Linked DNA regions of Mus musculus: region 2 is linked to region 1. The links are chromatin contacts, called in public HiChIP or PLAC-seq maps. All regions are on one chromosome and are shown on one strand. The core of a region is the stretch at or near the end of the contact, and the rest is flanking DNA. Distances in the headings are between cores, read along the strand shown. Region 1 overlaps Radx (RPA1 related single stranded DNA binding protein, X-linked). Region 2 holds the start of Rnf128 (ring finger protein 128).

Region 1 (4,751 bases), core at 707-3,206:
AGCCCAGGCTGTCCTGGAACTCACTCTATAGACTAGGCTAGCCTTGAACTCAGAAGTTTGCTTGCCTTTGCCTCCCAAGTGCTGGGATCAAAGGCATGCACCACCACTCACAGCTTTAATTTTATTTTTACTCATTCACTTTATATCCTGCTCACTCCATCCTTAGTCCTTCCCCCCACCCCATATCTCCTTCTCCTCTGAGCCCATGAGCCCCTGGATATCACCCTATCCTGGCACATCAAGTATCTGTGAGGCTAGGTGCATCCTCTCCCACTGAGGCCAGACAAGACAGCCCAGCTAGAAGAACATGTCCCACAGACAGGAAACAAAATTTGTTAAAGCCCCCACTATAGTTGTGGAACCCACATGAAGACCAAAATGCACATCTGCTGCATATGTGTGGGGAGGCCTAGGTCCAGCCTGTGTATGATCTTTGGTTGGTGGTTCAGTCTCTGAGAGCCCCAAGGGTTCAGGTTAGTTGACTCTGTTGGTCTTCCTGTGAGTTCCTATCCCCTTAAGGACCCACAATCTTTCCTTCTACTCTTCCATAAGAGTCCCTAAGTTCCATCCACTGTTTGGCTGTGGATGTCTGCATCTGTGTGAGTTAGCTGCTGGGCGAAGCCTCTCAGAGGAGAGCCATCCTAGGCTCCTGACTACAAGCATAACAGAGGACCATTAATAATGACAGGGATTGGTGCTGCCCATGGGATGGGCCTCAAGTTATTGACTGATCTTTCCCTCAATCTCTGCTCCATCCCCCATTCCTGCATTTCTTATAGACAGGATAAATTTTGAATCAAAAGTTTTGTGGGTGGGTTGGAATCCCTGTCACTTCATTGAGGTTCCTATCTGGCTAAAGGAGGTGGCCTCTTCAGGATCTATATCCCCACTGTCATCCCCATTTATTCTTGGACAGCTCCCTAGTCCAAGTCTCTGTCTTTTACTGGAGATGCCCCCTACCTCCCCACCCCTGTCAGTTGCAGATTTTAAATGGTATTCTTTCGTGTAAGGTTTTAAGGAACAGGCCAAACTGTTTTCTATTACAAGTATACTTACTCTTCCACATATCCATGAGCCATGTATGAAGATTCTAGTTCCTCCACAGCCTAGCAACATTTGTTCACTTCTTATTGTTTTGTTTAATTTATAAATAATTACACATTTATTTTTTTAATGTCATGGCATGAACACATGCACATTCACTATGGCACATGCCATCTGTGCCATAGTATATATGTGAGGGTCAGAGGATGACCTGAACGAGTTTTCTCCTACTTTGTTGATTCCAGGGATCAAACTCAAGTAATCAGACCTTCCCCACATACCCTAATTTTGTTGTGTTCTGTTTTGTTTAGAGCTGTACGAATGTATAAGAAATGGTACTCTTGTGAGTTTAGTTCTGCATTTCTCCCTATGACTAATGATTTGAGCATCTTTTCATGGACACATGGAGAACTTTCTATTCAAGTACTTTGCTTATCTCTTAATTTTTTTATGAAATAAGTTATCATTAATATGACTTTGTTCTTACAGTTTAAAATTTTAATCCATTTAGAATTCATGTGGAGGATAAAGTAATGATTTAACATATATTTTACAAATGATCAACCATTTATCACACATCATTTAACAAATCTTGCTAATATGAAATCTTGGTATCATTTTAATCATAAAGTTGGATATCCATATATACACCTATATACCCACTTGAAAATATTATGTTAATGTGTCTATTGAACATATCTATAGCATAATACTAGGAAAGGGGATAACATTTAAAATGTAAATAAAGAAAATATCTAATAAAATTTTTTTTAAAAGAGAGAAAAATGATTCTCTGGGTAGTCAGGGTCTCCCATATTGATTTCAAGGACAAGAAACACTGCACTGCATTATATTGTAGGTTGAACTGTAGCGCAGTTACAAAGCAGCTCTAAGTCACAGTGACTGAGCACAATTACAGCTTCTTTCTTGCTCAAGTGTTGTGCAATCAGTCAGCAACTCCCTTCTCATGAACCAACTCCGCTTGCTTCCTTGTTGCTAACACAGCAGGAGCAAATGGCTTCTAGAGTTGTGAAGGCAAAGAAAAAATAGGGGACAAATTCGTTTTTATTTACTTTGGACAAGAAATGATGTATCACTCCAACTCATATTCCCATTTGCCAGAACTGCGAACACGATACCAGTAAACTACAAAGACCAGGATGCTTTCTCTTCCCTCGTGACCAAGAATAGGAAGCACTAGGAACACATGGGGCTTCCTTCATCGTGTCTACTTTATGCACGTATTTTCCTAAAATATGTAATTCTAACAACTTCAAGCAAATTTACAAAAGTCCTTTTTAATAAGTAAAATCCTATAGTCTTTTTCCAAAAGGCTTCTGTGACATTATTAATATCTTAATTTTATAATAGAGGGTTTTCTTTAATAAAAAACTTAATGCTATTTTAGTGGCTTCTGTGTGTTAGTGACCATTCTAAGAGCTTCATATCTATTTCATCTGCAAGACAGTCTATGATATACATGCTAGATATGCAAATTTGAGAGTAACTTGTCATTTACTCAAAGTATAAGATAACTGATGAAGTCAGCCAGAGAGAACTCTTCAGTTTTATGTTATAGATGGTATGTAAATATATTTTAAAAGTCACTATATGATAACTTTGGTTTGTTTCAGTTAGCATCAAATATAAAGATCTTAGAAATTTTTTAAAGTATTTGGATTAATGTCCTTCACACTTAAAGAAGATAATTATATAGTATTAGCATTTATTGGCCATACTCATTGTTTTTTCACAAATTCAGTTCATTCATTAGGGTGGTTTTTTATTAATATTTTTATTAGGTATTTTCCTCATTTACATTTCCAATGCTATCCCAAAAGTCCCCCATACCCTCCCCCCACTCCCCTACTCACCCACTCCCACTTTTTGGCCCTGGCATTCCCCTATACTTGGGCATAAAAGTTTGCAAGTCCAATGGGCCTCTCTTTCCAGTGATGGCCGACTAGGCCATCTTTTGATACATATGCAGCTAGAGACACTGGGGGTACTGGTTAGTACATATTGTTGTTCCACCTATAGGGTTGCAGATCCCTTTTAATTTATATGTCTAGCAGAGGAGGCTGTTGAGATATTGAAGCTTGAGCTTTTATATATCCCATCTAAGGCTCATTTGATTGTCTTTGGCATGTTGTGTGCTTTAATTAAATAAAAAAATGAAACACAAACAAAAACAAATGAAGTCCCTGGACTTTAGTACAGTATTTGTAGCATAAAAAGTGAAAAGCATACACCACGAGGCCATATGTGTGGATTAAATCACCATGTAACTTTGTTATTTCTCAATGCTTTTATTATTTTGTATTTAAAACTATTGTCATTGAATTCTGTTTTCTGTTTACCTTAATAGTAGTTGCCTAGTGTTTTGATAGCTTCGATAAAATATGAGAGTCAAAAAAAATGGAAGAAAGCAAAGCAAACTATTTCTCCCTAAAGTTTTCAAATTGGCTTTGTGCCACAATACTTCATCATGTAACCAGGCCATTTGTAATGCTGCCTTGGACTTTACTTCCTCCTGAAGTCTGCCACAAGTGGATGATCATAGTCTTCTGAGGCCTTCTCAGGCCATGTGGCAAACCCCTGGGTGTGTGTCTGGTTGTCTTGCACAAGATCATTTATAGGAACTTACTCCCTTATATATCACACTTCTCAACTTCTTGCCACCCTGGATATTCAGTCTATTGCTCGTTCTAATGGCACTTGTATCACCAATACTATATATTACATGCTTTTAAGAGAAACCTCTGTTGGAAGGCCACCACAGCTATGAGATCACATGAAACTGGGTAGAACAAAAGCAAGCTATATGTCTGTCGTTGAGGTAGCTTTCAGAGAGAGCAAAACACAATGGAATCAGTGAGGATAAATCCTGCCCTGGTCCCTTTAGTCTAGCAAATTCATCCAAAGATGAGAACTTCTCTGCTTATGGTTGCTAGTCATCTGGAGTGTGAATGGTGGTAAGCAGGCAGTTTAATGCTCCCAAGGACGGACACTCAGAGCACAAGACAATAATTTCTTTCTTCGTGAATATTTGTCCTGATTTTTCTAAATATTTTTCTAAGTTCTGCAATTGTGTATATATGGACTCTGAGAATTTTGCCAAATTACATACAAATTATATGCATGCTTAGAAAGACAGAGATCTGAAATATCCTGCTATGACTTTTTCATAAACGTTCATGAGAATATACTAAGCTGTATTAGTTCTGAAAAAAATACACTTTGAAAGAATCCCTAGCAACATGCATATTTACCTATAAACATGCACAGAAATGAAATCAAAATTCATAAGATACATTGATTGTTTGCTTTGCATTTGTAGATTTCTTTCAAAATAACAATTCCCTATAAAGATAAAATAACTCATCTTCGTGCTTCTTTGAAACCTAAGATGTTTGTTTGTGACCTTTAAAAGATGTAGATTTGCTTTACTTCACCCATAAAAAGAAAGAAACCCAAATATTCTCAGAGATGTGTGTAAGAACATTAGTGACTGTATCTATAGGCATGTTCTCTGTCTGGAGAAACTGGGTAAATACATGTAATGAGCTAAAAAGTGTAAGGATGCCATTAATACTGTAAGGGAAACAGTCATCAGTTTGTATGAGTCTAAATCCAAGTAAATATTTAACTATTTTACAATACTTACGATCTGTTTTTTGCACTTTTAGGTGATATTGTAAAGGCAG
Region 2 (4,798 bases), core at 2,210-4,709, 60 kb after region 1:
TACTTGACTAGTTTCATTTTTCATTACATTCCACCTACTTGACTAGTTTCATTTTTCATTAACTCACCTTTGGTAGCATATATCCAAGCCATACCTAACTCCTGACTGGAAGTTTTCTGCTTGTTCTCTGCTATCTTCATGTGGCATTACTTATGCCTGATCGTCTTTACCCTCCCTGCTTAGGTAACACCTATGCTTTACTAAATCATACTGCTCATTATTATATAGGCTTATTATCTGTCTATCTCTCTGACTCTCCTGCTAAACTTTGACTTCACTGAGAACAGGAATGTTCCCTTTATGCCCCTGCCTCTTCAGTGCCTTTCATTTAGTAAGTGTTCAATAAGAAGAAAAGACAATGACCTACTACAGGGTTCTACCTGGTTCCATTACACACAGCTCAAATCAACATGTCTAAAGTGAACTTATGTCTTTCTTTCTTATCAACTGTACACATTTTAGGCTTCTTCCTTTACTCCCTGTCTGAACAATCCAGTCTTTAGGCTCAACTCCATTCCTCCCTCTGTAGCATCCCTCAAAATAAGTGCTGTTGATTTGGCCTTTAAGATGAATCAAATCCCCATTCTGCCCACGTCCGCTCATATCTACTGCCTGTCTAGTCCAGGTTACCTTTATTTCCCACTTGGAGTATTGTCAAAACTCTACCTCAGCTCCCTGATACTACCCTAGTTCCTTCCAATCTATTATCCACAGACAAGCCATAGTGATTTCGAACTTACAGATCTGATTTATTACTTAAATCCTGATTATATTACTGTTTTTGGATAAAGTCCATATACTTGCTACCTTTACTCTCCCAAACTCTGAAGGTCTGGCCTCTATACAGCACTTGAATTTATCTTTTAATTTTATTCCTTACATTTTGTCGTGTTGGGGATTGACCCAGAACCTCAGTGTACTAGTCAAGTTCTCTACCACTGCACTTCATTCTCAGAACCCCCATTTTCTCTCTATAACCTTCCTTTCATACTGTCGGTTTCAATCATTTTGCACTTAGAAGGCCTGCTGTAATCGCAGGCTCCCAGCACTTCAGGTCCCCATGCCTTCTCTTGTGTTGCTCTTTGCAGAGAAAGACTCTTGAGCTCAGCACAGGGAACTCTTCTCTGTTGTCCAGTATTGACCTGAGCTGTGTAACCTCTATTGTAGAGATGGTACCATATGCATACACTAGTCAGTACTGAAATGATCACTTCTTATCCTTTTGGTTTGTTTGTTTTTCTATTTTTCTTTTTTTTTTTCTTTTGTAAAGATTTATTTATTATATGTAAGTACACTGTAGCTGTCTCCAGACACACCAGAAGAGGGTGCCAGATCTCATTATAGATGGTTGTGAGCCACCATGTGGTTGCTGGGAATTGAACTCAGGCCATCTGGAAGAACAGATGGTGCTCCTATCCACTGAGCCATCTCTCTAGTCCACTTCTTATCCGTTGAAGTTAATTCATGAGCTTTTAGAAAGCATAACTGATATTTTATTTGACTTACATTTAGTCCATAGCATATAGTACATGCGAGGAAATACTTAAGAAATAATAAACAGAGGAAATGAATAAGCATCACTCTATATTTATTTTTGTAGATATCTTATAAAATACCTCCTTTCTTTTGATCACATTCTCTTCAAAGAACAATATAGCTGATTTTCATTCAACTATTATTGTTTAGTTTTGATTGTTCTCCATGAACAAACTCGGATAATTTCTGAAATTATACTAATACTATAGGTGGCTGGTACTATTCTTTTTTTTAGGGGTGTTATTTTAAATCTCAAAGGTTAACATCATTGACATTGAGGGTGGATATTTTTCCACTGGCCCCATACCTACTCTAAATGGCTCCTAAAGCTCCTTTTAACACTTAAGGTTCGTGTTTCACAGAATACTCACTTGTATTTTAGCTGGTCTTTGATAGATGGTGTTAATTTTCCTCTAGGTTTCTCTAGGGTCCTAAGAGTATCAAGAATAGAATAAACCTATGCTTAACCATGGGAAATACTATTAAGTAAATGCTTAGCCGAGGATTTAGAGATGAGAGTGATTGGGAATGCTGGAAATTAGACTGAACCAAAAATGTAGCTAAGACTGAATTCATAAACAGCATGGTCTCTGGTTATTACTGGGAGGTAACGACAATTGATATTGTAGAACTCCTGTGCCCCTGAACTTGTCGAGTAACAATATTTAACGTAATTTTCATACTCAGCTAAACAGCATCCTGAGTGGTTTACAGGAAGACTTTTAACCATCTGATCAACTCCATGCGCTCAATGTTTTCATTCCCATTTTACAATTTATAAACAAATCGAGGCGCAGAGAAGTAAATTCTAAAGGTTAAAAACTGTTCAGAAGCTGGGCCTGGTAGCACATGTCTTTAACTGTAATCGCAACTAAGCAAGAGGATTGCCCTAAAGTATGCCTATGGTGCTAATTTACATAGTTAACTCCAGGCTGGTTAGGACTACACAGGGAGACTCTGTCTAAAATTCAAAATCATAAATAAATTCTAAAGTGGCTGTCACCTGGTATATTAATTCAGCTTAGTTCCATGCACAGTTTTAGTGATTCCAGTAAATGTAGTCATTGATAGATAATATTGACAGAAATGTATGCTGAACTATGACTAACTCATAAACAAGAGACATGTGTGAGTTGTCCAGGTGGGCTGGCCTCATTTTAGTTGGTATCAAGAGAAGAAAGGTATTGTAGTTAAGATCATGAATCTCGCTGGAAAATCAGTTAGGTCAAACCTAATTTGTGGAAGGTGAATTAAAAAGGGGAGCTTGGCTTTGAGGTGTGTGGAGATGATAATTCTGTTGTGGTTATCAAAATTGCTTGCAAGAGGCATCTGGTGCAGTGTGTTAGCCTCGGGTAGCAAAGACACGTATAGCACTTGCTGAGATCAGGGAAAGAGAAACGTGCTGTTTGGGGCCACTAAGAAGGTAATTAAATAAAGGGAGCAATGAGGACGTGCTTTGCTTGTCCTTTCCGGGGGGGAGGGGGAGGGGGAAACAGGAAGCCTCTAACCCCAGCACTAAACACCTACTCAGAACTCACACCCTTTGGACCTGGGGCTGTTCAGAAGTACTTTCCTACCACAAAGCCCAAACTCCCCTTCAGGCAAAGGAGATGGAATTTGTGCCTTTCAAAACCAACTCCAATCCGACTCCGAACTGAAAGCTTGTAAACTGGCGCATTCTCCAGTTTCTCGGGCCGAGGATTCTTCCTAAAAAGGACAGGACACACCTGGCTGGCCAACCTCGAGTCTCTCCTGTAACGTTTCCCCATCCTGTGACCCTTTTAAGAGGCGGATCCCGCAGTGTCCTTTTCCTCTCCGCTTGCTCGCTCGCTCGCTGGCTGGCTCTCTCTCCCAGCCACCTCTACCCCCAGCCGGGTGGGCGGAGCTTCGCGCGAGCGTCCCAGAGCCCGACGAGGCCGCGGCAGTCGCGAGCGAGCATCCCTAGCGCTTGCTTGTAGGAGCTGCGTCTGCAGTAGCCTGGCCGCTGACGCTGCGTGCCGGCTGGCAGGGCAGCCTGCGACCTCGCTGGCCCCGCGCCCGCTGCTAGCCGCCGGCTCCCCACCTGGTTCGCACCTAGTCCCAGCCCGGGTCGCCTGCCGAGTGCGCGCCATGGGGCCGCCGCCCGGGATCGGGGTCTACTGCCGCGGCGGCTGCGGAGCTGCCCGGCTACTGGCTTGGTGCTTCCTTCTGGCTCTGAGTCCGCACGCGCCCGGTTCCCGGGGAGCCGAAGCCGTGTGGACCGCGTACCTCAACGTGTCCTGGCGGGTTCCGCACACCGGAGTGAACCGCACGGTGTGGGAGCTGAGCGAGGAGGGCGTGTACGGCCAGGACTCGCCGCTGGAGCCCGTCTCCGGGGTCCTGGTACCGCCCGACGGGCCCGGGGCGCTCAACGCCTGTAACCCGCACACCAATTTCACGGTGCCCACGGTTTGGGGGAGCACGGTGCAAGTATCTTGGTTGGCCCTCATCCAACGCGGTGGAGGCTGCACCTTCGCGGACAAGATCCATCTGGCTTCAGAGAGAGGGGCTTCTGGAGCGGTCATCTTTAACTTCCCTGGGACCCGCAATGAGGTCATCCCCATGTCTCACCCGGGTGAGTGCAGCTACTAATTTGCAGCTCTTCAAACCTCTACTGGTGACCAGCTTCCCCGGTTTCCTTCCCTGCTTGCCTCTCCCTGTCCCTTTGCTTGGAAAGAAAACGGGTGCCCCTTTTTTTGCCCCCACTAAGTAGAGCAGGGTCCTCCCGAGAGTCTTCAGGTGTAGGGGTTGGGTGCAAAAGAATTCTTCAGAATTTAATTTGCCTCTGGTGGAAAAGGGTAAGACAAACGGGGTGGGGTGCTTGGGGGGGGGTCGCAGAGGCTGGCACAGTTGGGGTTTTCGCTTCTTTTCCTGGTGTTTCACAAGGGTGCTTTCCTGGGATTAAGGGTGTGGGAGGGTGGGCATTGGCTTTTAAACTAGGAGGGAGAACATTGCCTGGGAATCGCTTTGCGGTATAAAAACGGATTTTTCTCTTCTCTCTGGGTTTCTCTTCACATTTCCTATGAATCAAGTACAAGATTATGTTACAGTACTCAGTTAACCTCATTGTAATTTTTTGTGGAAACTTTAGCTTAGGAGTTCTCTGCCCAGTGGTCTTGGATCCCAAGTAGTTCTTGTTATCAGTGCTTTTGTTTGTTGCCTCCTGACAAACCTGATTTAGCTTCTTGAGTTCCAAGGCAGGTGGTTAATGCTACTGAAAATAAAATAAAATAAAATAAAATAA

What was found. HiChIP or PLAC-seq counts read pairs in DNA pulled down with a chosen protein or histone mark.
Region 2: a contact with region 1 is called in an H3K4me3 HiChIP or PLAC-seq map of bone marrow-derived macrophages, with 3 times the contacts expected there. The contact joins the promoter of Rnf128 here to the enhancer-like site in region 1. A contact is called at or near these places in 1 of 39 promoter capture datasets (3T3-L1-derived adipocytes), 5 of 484 Hi-C or Micro-C datasets (cortical neurons, embryonic fibroblasts, group 2 innate lymphoid cells and 2 more), 2 of 115 datasets of contacts at active chromatin or transcription factors (bone marrow-derived macrophages and microglia) and 2 of 9 other capture datasets (adipose tissue and liver).

The regions. Positions count from the first base shown.
Region 1 is chrX:139,548,670-139,553,420 of GRCm38.p6, forward strand. Radx (RPA1 related single stranded DNA binding protein, X-linked) reads left to right here. Exons shown (of 14, transcript NM_175326.6): 14 at 4,734-4,751. Among named protein-coding and RNA genes, the nearest start is that of Rnf128, 60 kb to the right of the region's middle. Within about 2 kb of position 1,957, at least 24 of the 459 cell types and tissues checked have an H3K27ac peak or open chromatin away from gene starts, as enhancers often do. A contact at or near this core is called in bone marrow-derived macrophages and microglia, where this site is marked.
Region 2 is chrX:139,607,161-139,611,958 of GRCm38.p6, forward strand. It overlaps Rnf128 (ring finger protein 128), which reads left to right and starts at 3,460. Exons shown (of 7, transcript NM_023270.5): 1 at 3,460-4,129. The coding sequence starts at 3,646.